3 separate regions of the Mus musculus genome follow, and all the other regions are linked to region 1. The links are chromatin contacts, called in public promoter capture Hi-C maps. All regions are on one chromosome and are shown on one strand. Each heading gives the region's core, a stretch centred on a gene start, on an enhancer-like site or on the middle of the called end of the contact. The rest is flanking DNA. Distances are from core to core; before and after follow the strand shown. Region 1 holds the start of Mmgt1 (membrane magnesium transporter 1). Region 2 holds the start of Smim10l2a (small integral membrane protein 10 like 2A). Region 3 holds the start of Map7d3 (MAP7 domain containing 3).

Region 1 (3,359 bases), core at 288-2,787:
GCAGGACAATATTATTCTAGATGAAGTAGGACAATCCACTTCTAGATTAAATAGGACAATCCCTAATTCATAATGTACTCTAGACTTAAAATGACTTGTGTGAATGTATTGAGTCTGCTTAAAAAAATATGCAGGCAGAGTATATTTGAACTTACAGAGCCTGTAAGGACAGGGATAAAAGCAAAATCAATCCAATATCATATGCTGTTTGGATTAACCTTTTAATGACACACTTCTAGCTAACTTTCTTGTTTGAATGAAGTCTACTCTGGAAATTTAAGACTATCTTCAGCTAGGCATTTCTTCACTGGGAAAATGAGGCTGTTGGAGTTCAAGCAAGGGCCTTACTTGCTTTGTGACTATAGTAGAGCCAAAGCTTACTTCGAAAATAACCAGTACTCCAGTGTATCCTATTCTCCTCCAGGACAGTGCTTCACAAACTATAAATCACCCAGGGATTTATTAAAACGAATATTCTGATTCAACAGTTCTGAGGTGGAGCCTGAGTAGACACTAACAAGGTCCCAGGTGATGTCCACGATGCTGCTCTACTGACCACACTATGAGCAGCAAAGCTCTAAGGCACTTTCCCCAGGGTCCCACCAAATTACTACTCCCCATGAACATACATACACACATACATACACATACACACACACACACACACACACACACCTTTGGAACATTCACATTATCTTACTGCAATTATTTGTTGGCCCACTAGTTTTTCCACTAGTCTAAGAATTCCCTTAAAGGAATCAAGGAACCTCTAGCACCTAAAAGCAGAAGCAACTTCAATTATTGATCTGAGAAAACAAACAAAAACAAAAAACAAAAAAATACAAAAATAAAAACCCACCATACAGCACCGTTATCATTTGCCCAAGGTCACACAGATTTAACAGTTAAGCAAAATGTTAACAACCAACCTTTTAAACCAGTCCACTGCTCTTTCCCCGTGTCACAGTGCCTCCCTGAGGCAAGCGGTCACTTAACTTCTCCGTCTTTGCCTGGACAGCAGAGTGGCCGGGATGCTGTCTAGCTAGCTGTCACGATGCCACATGCATGCAAAGTTCTCAATTCCACACTTTGTCTTAGCTACCTAGGCTGCATATGGCATGTCGTGTCTGGAGTTCTGGGACAGAGTCCCGGTCTGAATTCTTTCTCAAACCTCAGCAACCTCTTCTGGCCGTCCTGCAATCTAGGTGTTCCTCAGCCATCTGATCTCAAGCCCTCCGCTGAGGACCCTGCACGGCTTTACTTAGTCACCCCGACCTAAAACGGCTCTCCTGCACTGGGTTCAACAGTCCCTTAGGGGAGCGCCCCCACAGCCCCTGGTGTCCCCCACGCGAGCGGTCCCAGTCCCTCAGTTACTTACGCTGCGCAGCTGAAAAGGCAGCGTGGGCTAGGGCAAAAAGCCCGACACCTACAAGCCCCTTCCACAGCGACGGCGCCATGATTCAGAAGGAGCGGCAGCCCAACAAAAGGAGACGAAGGGCGGCAGAGGTACTCCTCCTTTCACCGGCGGGCGTCCACGCGGCGCAGGAACATGACGTCACCAGAGCCCTGGGCGCGAAGTGCCGGCGGTGGCCAGACCCAGAGAGCCGCCGAGAGAACGCGGAAAAAGGAATGCCGGGAAGAAGGGGACAGCGACACGGAAAAAGGGCCTGAGGCCTCCTCTGCGACTGCGCAGTGCAGCTTCCCGGAGAGAGGCAGGGCTGAGTTGGGGGCGTGAAAGAACAGGCCGAGCGAGACCAATGGGGAGACGAGGTAGAGCGTCCGCAAATACGCGCCGGATTTGGAGAAGGGGCGGGACTTACGGAAAGGCCTGGGAGGAGAAGAAGGTGGGGCTGGTGGCGTTGCTAAATGGCTGTGGGCGTAGAACTCGAAAGCCTGGTACTTGGTATTTGATAATTGGTTAATTGATTTGGTTTTCCTCCCAACAGAGTCCTTTCCTTTCACTAAGTCTTTCTTATGCCTCTGGCCTCAGAAACGGTTACCGAGGCAGGTTGCAAGGGCATCAACGTGAGGAAGTAAATAAAGTGTAGAGAGTAACTTGGGGGGTATGGAGCCCTGAACTCTCGCATGTTGGGGACGCTCAGAGCATTGGTTCAACATCTTACCTTTCTGCTTTACGTTTCTATGAGCAAGATCCACACAAAAGAGAGTGTAGCACAGCGGGACTGTTTTGTCATGAAGAAAGCTAGAATGTATGAAGGGAGAATAAAGGGATGTTGGAAACAGTCTGATGAGCACACAACTGTAACCTTTCTCCATTTTTATCTTCATCTCCTAAAATGTAGGCATTCAGAAGGAGAGTTTTTCCTGGATCTCTTTTCGCTCTACTCTCAGCAAGCTCATTAGTTCATTTCCACTTCAGACCAGCTTAGTTTTTCCAGTGATTCCAAATCAACAACTTTACCTCAAATACCATAACTCCTTAGCTCCAGATCAGCATTCCTAGCTACTCACTGCTGAGTATTCATTTGCGTGTGAGTAAACCCTGTGGGCACGACATTTTTATGGCCAAAGGTAACTCACACCCTCAACTCTATATAAGTTACTTCAGTGCCCCTGGCTGAGTGGCACAGCTTTGTTGATGTCATATCACAAAATAAGTGTGAAGCCTGATTACCATTCTTTCCCATCAGTCTCCAAAGAACTGTGTCATCTGAATCAGTTGACTCACCAGTACCTGGTCAGTACTGCTGGTCCTTACCATGCCTTTGAAAGTTGAAGCATTCTCAGGTATGATCTCCTTATTCTATTCTGACTTTATATCATCTTCTAAACGATGTTATTTCTTTATTATGTTTGTTGGGTTGCTATTGTTTGCTGCCTCTCTTCCCACTCTAGGATGGGAGCTGCAAGAAGACAGCTTTCTCCCTCTCTAGAACATTGTCAAACAGCAGGCATTGCATACAAACATGTTGGATGAAGGGTGAACAACTGTTGGTGAAGAACAAAGAGTGTTTTTATCACTGAAAAGATCTTTACAGAGATTCAGTCTAGTTCTTAAAAGCCTGTGGTCTTTTGGTATGCTTAAGTTTCTTCAAATCTGAAAAACTGGATCCCATCACATTAAGTCATAGTCATCACTGTTCTCTGGACCCTCTACACACAGTGCTTGATCCATAGCAATTGCAGTAGCATATATTCCTTACAAAAGGACAAGTAACAATGAACTTCAGAATCAGAACAAGCCAACTCAACACTATTTAGTTGACAGGACGGTGCTTAAGAGGAGGAGTTAGGGGGAGGACTGAAGGGGTTTGCAACCCCATAGGAAGAACAACAGTATCAACCAACCAGACACCCCAGAACTCCCAGGGACTAAACCACCAACCAAAAAGTACACA
Region 2 (3,359 bases), core at 587-3,086, 220 kb before region 1:
CCTTTAACAAATGTATAAATGATATAAAGGATTTCAATGCCAATAAAAGAAATAAAAAACCATCTTGATGAACAAAGACAGATTCTGTTCATGGCTTAGTACAATCAGCATAGAAATGATGTCAGTTTCTCCCCCAAATTGGTCTATTTATTTAACACAATTTCCAGCAATGCCTTTTTGTACTCACAGACAAAATTGATTGTTGATTCTAAAATTATATGGATATGCACAGCCTCAAGCATAACTAAAGATGTGCTATAAACTAAAAATGAGGATGGAGGGGTCACTCTACTCCATATCAATATCTTTGATTTACACTCCTTATATCTAGTTGTTATATCTATTGTATATCTATTGTAAGTTGAAGACATCCTAAGACACAAATGCACTTACTCTGCCTAACCTACTGAACGTAAGCATCGCGCTGCAATGTGGAACCTTGGCTGTTTTGCCCTCACTTTTGCAGAGATGACCGAACAGTTCCCTGCATCTCTGGAGATGACCTGGCTTTGGATTGGATTCGGTGGACCCTGTTGATAGAAAGATCAGATGTTAACATGAAAGAGCGACCAGCAAATCCAACAGAAAAGCAACAAAATGCATGCGCCATTGAGTTGATGGCACTGTGTGGGACATTTTAGTACACTAAGAGTACACATTGAGCCACCCATAGCGCTGGCCACATATGTGGCAGAGGATGGCCTTGTTGGACATTAGTTGGAGAGGCCCTTGGGCCTGAGGGGGTTCCATGCCCCAGTGTAAGGGAATGCCAGGGCGGGAGGATCCTCACAGAGGCAGGGGGAGAGGGGATGGGATAGGGGGTTTCTGAAGGAAAGACCTGGAAAGGGGAAAACATTTGAAATGTAAATAAAGAAAATCCAATCCAAACAAAAAAAAAAAAGAAAAGAAAAGAAAAGAAATTGAAGGAATGTCTTAGGTAATGACTCAATCTGGCTATTTTTTTAAATGGTTATTCAAAAAGAAGAGAGTTACAGCAGACTAAGAAGACAGGAAAGAGAACTAGAAATCTGGATTACAGACAGTGTGATACAATTAGGTATGAGGACTAAGTTCTAGGTTCCTAGAGGACAAATCAGTGGCTATAGATTATAACAACCTATTGTGTTTTTAAATAGAACTAGAAGAGAGAAGGCTCCAAACACAGAGAAATAATAAGGTGAGAGGTTAATTACTATGATTTGATCTTTATGCATTGTATACATGGATTTAATTGTCACACTGTATAACTATGTAAAATTACGCCAACAAAAAGGACCGTAAGAAAATAAACATACATAAATAATTGAGATGTTAAGGAAAGAGAAAGGGGTAGAGAGAGAGAGAGAATAAAGAAAGGTGCAATGAGTCCTTTGACCTGGCTTCCTGGGGAGACAGTGGAGGGTGTTAGCGTGCATAGGAGAGAATTTCTGGGTATAGTTTCCTATCGAAATATCAATAGTTCCCAAGAGCTAGCCCTTAACTCCCCCACACCCTTGCTTAGCCGATTTCCCCAGTGAATCCTAGGAACACACCTTCTAGGCCACTCAGTCTTTGTACACACTAGGAAGAAAGAATACGATGAACAGGTGGGACAAACACTTGGAAGGTTTGGGACTTCGTGGAGAGAGGGTTCCTATCCATGGGATTGTGTCAATCCGGTGAAGCAAGTCTGGCCCTAGCCCTACAGCCATTGTGCAGCAGCTGGACCCTGTATGAGTTAATGATACCTGCGGAACTAGCAGAAGGACTTCTGCCTCCAGCCTGCATTGAGGGGGCGGAGCTGAGCAGCGGCAGGTCTGGAGAGAGGGCGGAGAGCTACAAAGGCGGCGGTGCTGGGGGTGGAGCATTGAAGGCTGCACGGACCCGGAGCCCTTGGGCGGGGTTGCGGACAGAGTGGGGTGGCGTGGCGCAGCGCATTGAGCTGGCTCTGCAGCAGGTGAGCGGTGAGCCAGGCCAATGGCGGTGACTGCGGCCCTCTCTGCTGCTGCTGCGGCGGCGGCCCTGTCTGGCCTGGCAGTGCGACTGTCGCGTTGGGCGGCGACACGCAGCTCCTACGGTGCGTTCTGCAAGGGGCTCACGCGCACGCTACTCACCTTCTTCGACCTAGCCTGGCGCCTGCGCGTGAACTTCCCCTACTTCTACATGGTGGCCTCAGTGATGCTCAACGTCCGCCTGCAGGTGCGGATCGAGTGAGCAAACGCCCTCCGCCACGGAGGAGAGGGCCATCCGCGCCTTCCGCGCCATCCTGGCGGCCGCAGGAAGGACAGCGGGGCGCACAGTGCCTCCAGACTGCGGCGGGGGGCGCAGGCGGCACGGCCCGGGCCCCTCCATTTTAGGTCTCTGCGAAGGGCCTGAGGAACCACATCCCATACCGCAAAAACCTTCACAGCCCAGTCCTTTTCCTCTGCATCCAGAGAATCACCAGAGTCTGGCAAACCTGTTGCCTCCCCATTGGCCAAAAGCGGGAGAGCCCAAAAGAGAGCATGCTACTACCACAGGACTTGATTTACCAGGCTCTGTGCCTAAAGGTAGGCGACCACAGGTTGGAATGGTGGGGGGGGGGGGTATGTGGCCACTGCATGTAAATACCCAGACTGGTTTATGGAAAGAGAGAATGCAGCGGGGCACACCGGCTGCCTGGTAGAGTGATTCATGATGGGGCGAGGGGCATCTTGGAGAGTCAGCTCATCACCAGCACACTGTCAGAGAACCCCCCGCCCCCGCCCCCACTTTCCAGGCATCCAACCCCTTTTTATGCAGAGGACTCCTGAGATGTCACCTGAACCCTAAATGGGAGAGGACTGGGCCAGTGAGGTCTCAGGAAGGCCCTAGACAGTAAAGATTATCCATCCATCTCTACCTAAGTCAGGTGAGCAGATAAAATGAACAGATCTTTTTGAGCCAATCCGAAGGCTGTCTCCTTCTTGGCAGGGAGGCCCAAGGATACTCTCTGCAGCTGTGCACAGCCCTTCCCAAATTGCCTGGAGCACTGTTGGGGATGGGGCAGGGGACTGGACTCAGCCACTTATTCCCCTAACCCGGTCTGAGGACCTTACTGAGGCTCTGCATCTGCAGACAGGGAAGAACAGGAAATACTTGGCTCTAGCCATCTCTTCCCCCACAAGCTGCTTCTCCCACCCTTTCCAGGCTGCCCAGGCTCCCTGAAGGACCTGCAGTGACACACTGGAGACCCAGAAGCCCATCTACCAGCCATGAGTGGCATGTCTGCTGTGTGCCACAGGGTGTGGAGAAGTGGGAAGGACTCTGGAAGCAGGCAGCTGCTCTCCGAATAGGGTAGAGAAGGGGAATGCACAGGAGGCCAACTCTGAAGTCTCTCTTTCTTTTTCAGGCATTGGTCT
Region 3 (3,359 bases), core at 228-2,727, 220 kb after region 1:
CGAATGGTATAATAGCATGCATTCTTTTGAATCGGTTCTCAAAGAATACATAGTTTTTAAATGTTTCCCTACTAGATAAACAGTTGATACCAGGAGAACAAATAGCTACTGAAAGGCTGGTGGGAAACTGCTGAAATCTTTGTGTCCAGCAGCCATTGTTAGGGGAGAGCACCCTTCCCAGCCCGACTGCACCATTCGAAATAGTAACAAAATATCAGGCTGCCTAATACCGCACACCTCCAAGCTGTGGAAGTGGCTCAAGACTTCTGAGTCTGGGATTCTGGCTGCTAGACTAACTTTAAAGTTTCTCCTGCTCTAAAACGCTGTTAATCTGGCTCTCAGTCTTAGTAGCTTTCCTTGCATTTATAGGTCCCAATCTTTGAGTAACGTGCTCTAAACTGAGAAACCATTTGTGAATTTAAACAAACGAGGGAAAAGCAACAAGTTAAGTCACACAGTTTTTAAAGCTCATCTGGCTGAATGGTTTTAATTTAAAACAGTTGTGTAGAAAATATAAAATGTGATTTGTTAAGATAAGAATAGTTCTTTAGTATTAGCATATTAAAATGCATAGAAAACCCACTAAATGAATATATGTACATCTAATTACAATGTAAAACTCCTTAAAGATTTTTATAGCAATCAAAATCATCTTATTCACAGGCATATCTGGGGAAAGTAGTCTTGTCCTTCTCGCACAATTTCCTGAATTAAATAGGTGCTGCCAAAATTGTTAAGATTAATACACCCCACCAACCTTTTCGTCTCCCCAGACAGAAAAAGTTTTGATTATAGGACCTGTTGAGAAAGTATTGCTAGGTGAGGATTCTCATTCAGCTCAGCCTAGGGATAAAGTCACGTGCCGTAGCAAAGTGAAATCTTTTCCCAACATTCTAAGCCCTAAGCGTCAGTTCTCCCCCCGCCCCCCGCGCGCCTGGATCTGAACCTGGAAAACGCCAACACCTTGGGATTCAGGGAAAACCCAAACTTTCCGATCCTGGCAGGGCCACCCTGAAGTGTGGATGTGCCCAGCACGGGCCAGCGCCCACCCATCCCTGAGCTTTCCCGCAGTTGCTGCGGTGTCACTGGTCCCCGACGCAGACAGGGCTAGAGTTAGGGTTTGGTAGCTCCCGCCCGCCCAGCAATGGTCTTTGGAATGTTGACAGCACTGCCCGATGGTTTCCCCTTCATGTCCTGGTTCTCTGATCTCTCTTGCCCCAGCCCTAAGGTGTTGAGAGAGATGAGGGGGATCATAGACCATGAGGGACCGAGGGGACTCTCCACGGAAAAGTTACTGAGCCACGCTACTTCTCTGGATCCTGGGGCTACATCAACCCCACTGCCTATGAGTGTCCCTGTCCCCCTGGGACTATGATCCATCTCACTCACCCAAGCGTTCGTGTAGCCCCCGGAAAGATGTGCTGCTACTGGTAGCAGCAAAAGTGGGGTCCGCCATCTTCAGAGAGTAGTTGAGAACCACTGGAGGTGGTTCTTGGGCGGCAAGGCGCAGGCGCCGCCTCTTCTTTGGCCTCTGCCGGGGCTGGGACCCCGGGGGGCGGGGCAGGGCGGGGCTCGGGTAGTCCCCGCACTTCCCATGAACCTTCAATATAGGTAGCATTAGCTCTCACATGCTTGTGGCTAAGCTGGCTGGAAAGCTATTAACTTTGTCTGAGGAAAGCCTTTCTTATATTGGCGGTTCTATTGTGATGCGTTCTGGGCTCCAGCCAATCAGCTGCCCACTTGGCCATTGACCGTTCTTTTCCTTTTATCGCCTCTACTTGATGAATGCTGCAACATTCCATAGTTCCCCATCCATAAGTTAACACCCATTTGCCAAGCATCTTCCTGTACTATGAGCGTTTATTACCTTTGAAGTATTACATGAAAAGCCCAGTTTGGGGGTAAAGGATGTGAGGGGTGAATAGATGATGTGTCACCTCTTTTTTTCGTGTATATGTTAACACATGGTTATGGGCAGGCAGTTATGGTTGAGGAAGGCCCAGGAGCCTCTTTATAGGATAAGCACTTGAATGAATTCTCTGAGTCTTCAAGTGATATTGGAACTGTAAACCGAAGAAGCTGATAGTGGTTACCCATCTTTTCCCTGTACCATGACACTTACCACTTACAGTAATACACAAACTTATTAGTCCCCTACTACCCTAGGAAGTATGTACCACTACTGTCCCAACTTACAGGCAAGGAAAGTAAAAATTAAAACCCTTTGTCTAGAGTCACCACAGTAAGTGACAGTATTGAAATATAGTCCCCAAGCTTCTCATTAGGGTACGCATGTACTTCATCTTAGATGAGGAAATTTCATTAGGTGAAGAAAGAGAAACGGGACCTGGAGTGATGGCTCATTGGATAAGAGTAAATCAAGCCCTCCAAGAGGACCTGAGTTTGATCCCCAGCACCCAAGTCAGATGGCTTACAACTGCACTCCAGGGTAACCCAGTGCCCACTTGCACTCAATCGCACCGCCCCCATACATACAATTTAAAAATAAAGATGAGGTGCTGGAGAGATAGCTCAGTGGTTAAGAGCACTGACTGCTCTTCCGAAGGTCCTGAGTTCAAATCCCAGCAACCATGTGGTGGCTCATAATCATCTGTAACGAAATCTGATGTTTTCTTCTGGGGTGTCTGAAGACAGCTACAGTGTACTTACATATAATAAATAAATAAATAAATCTTAAAAATAAAGATGAATCTTTTGAGAATAGAAAATAAATGTTATAACTTACAGTGCACAAACATGTGAAAGTACATCAAATGACCTTTAAATGTGGTCAAAAGGCATAAACAGGCCTCTTCGAAGGAAAGAAAATACAAATGGTCACTAAATGTTTACAACAACTGTTCAAAATGAAAGTTATCACAAAACAAGCTACCTCTCTAGATCTGGCACAAATGTAAGGACAGTAATTGAGGCGGACAAAATTAATTAGAGCCTCAAAGTCCTGCTTCTCAGCAAGTACAGTACAACATTTTGCACTAGCTCTGTGAGAGTAGCCATGATTATTCCTATAGCACACCTATGCTTAGGGCATTAGTACAGCACACACATGCACAAACATCACAGCCAGACAATCTGGCAAAACACATAAACATCTCTGTTGTTTCTTTTTTTTTTTTAAAGGTCAAGCCCAAATCTAGAAATGAAGGAACATTTAGACAAATATAGGCTTGCTTTAAAATGCCAGCATTATGAAGGACTGAACAATTAGAGGGTTACTTTAGATCACAAGAGGCTAAACAGAGCAAGTACAGGCTATAAACATTGCTGAAGACATGGATTTAAGAATAGCTTTCAGGCTGCACAGTGGTGGCACACGCCTTTAATCCCAGCACTTAGGA

Evidence for each region. Promoter capture Hi-C pulls out the DNA fragments that hold promoters and counts their contacts. Capture Hi-C pulls out chosen DNA fragments and counts their contacts.
Region 2: a promoter capture Hi-C map of the HPC-7 cell line shows a contact between it and region 1. The contact joins the promoter of Smim10l2a here to the promoter of Mmgt1 in region 1. A contact is called at or near these places in 4 of 39 promoter capture datasets (the C10 cell line, the HPC-7 cell line and pre-B cells) and 1 of 9 other capture datasets (liver).
Region 3: a promoter capture Hi-C map of pancreatic islet shows a contact between it and region 1. The contact joins the promoter of Map7d3 here to the promoter of Mmgt1 in region 1. A contact is called at or near these places in 11 of 39 promoter capture datasets (the 3T3-L1 cell line, the C10 cell line, the SN4741 cell line and 7 more), 6 of 115 datasets of contacts at active chromatin or transcription factors (cardiomyocytes, embryonic forebrain, embryonic stem cells and 1 more) and 2 of 9 other capture datasets (adipose tissue and pancreatic islet).

What each region holds. Positions count from the first base shown.
Region 1 is chrX:56,596,407-56,599,765 of GRCm38.p6, forward strand. Mmgt1 (membrane magnesium transporter 1) reads right to left here and starts at 1,538. Exons shown (of 4, transcript NM_146234.4): 1 at 1,379-1,538. The coding sequence starts at 1,457. It overlaps Gm36239 (a long non-coding RNA gene), which reads left to right and starts at 1,786. Exons shown (of 3, transcript XR_386934.2): 1 at 1,786-1,896; 2 at 2,652-2,748; 3 at 2,857-3,250.
Region 2 is chrX:56,372,681-56,376,039 of GRCm38.p6, forward strand. It overlaps Smim10l2a (small integral membrane protein 10 like 2A), which reads left to right and starts at 1,837. Exons shown (of 2, transcript NM_183030.2): 1 at 1,837-2,528; 2 at 3,350-3,359. The coding sequence starts at 1,957. The coding sequence ends at 2,193.
Region 3 is chrX:56,820,848-56,824,206 of GRCm38.p6, forward strand. It overlaps Map7d3 (MAP7 domain containing 3), which reads right to left and starts at 1,478. Exons shown (of 16, transcript NM_177293.3): 1 at 1,390-1,478. The coding sequence starts at 1,456.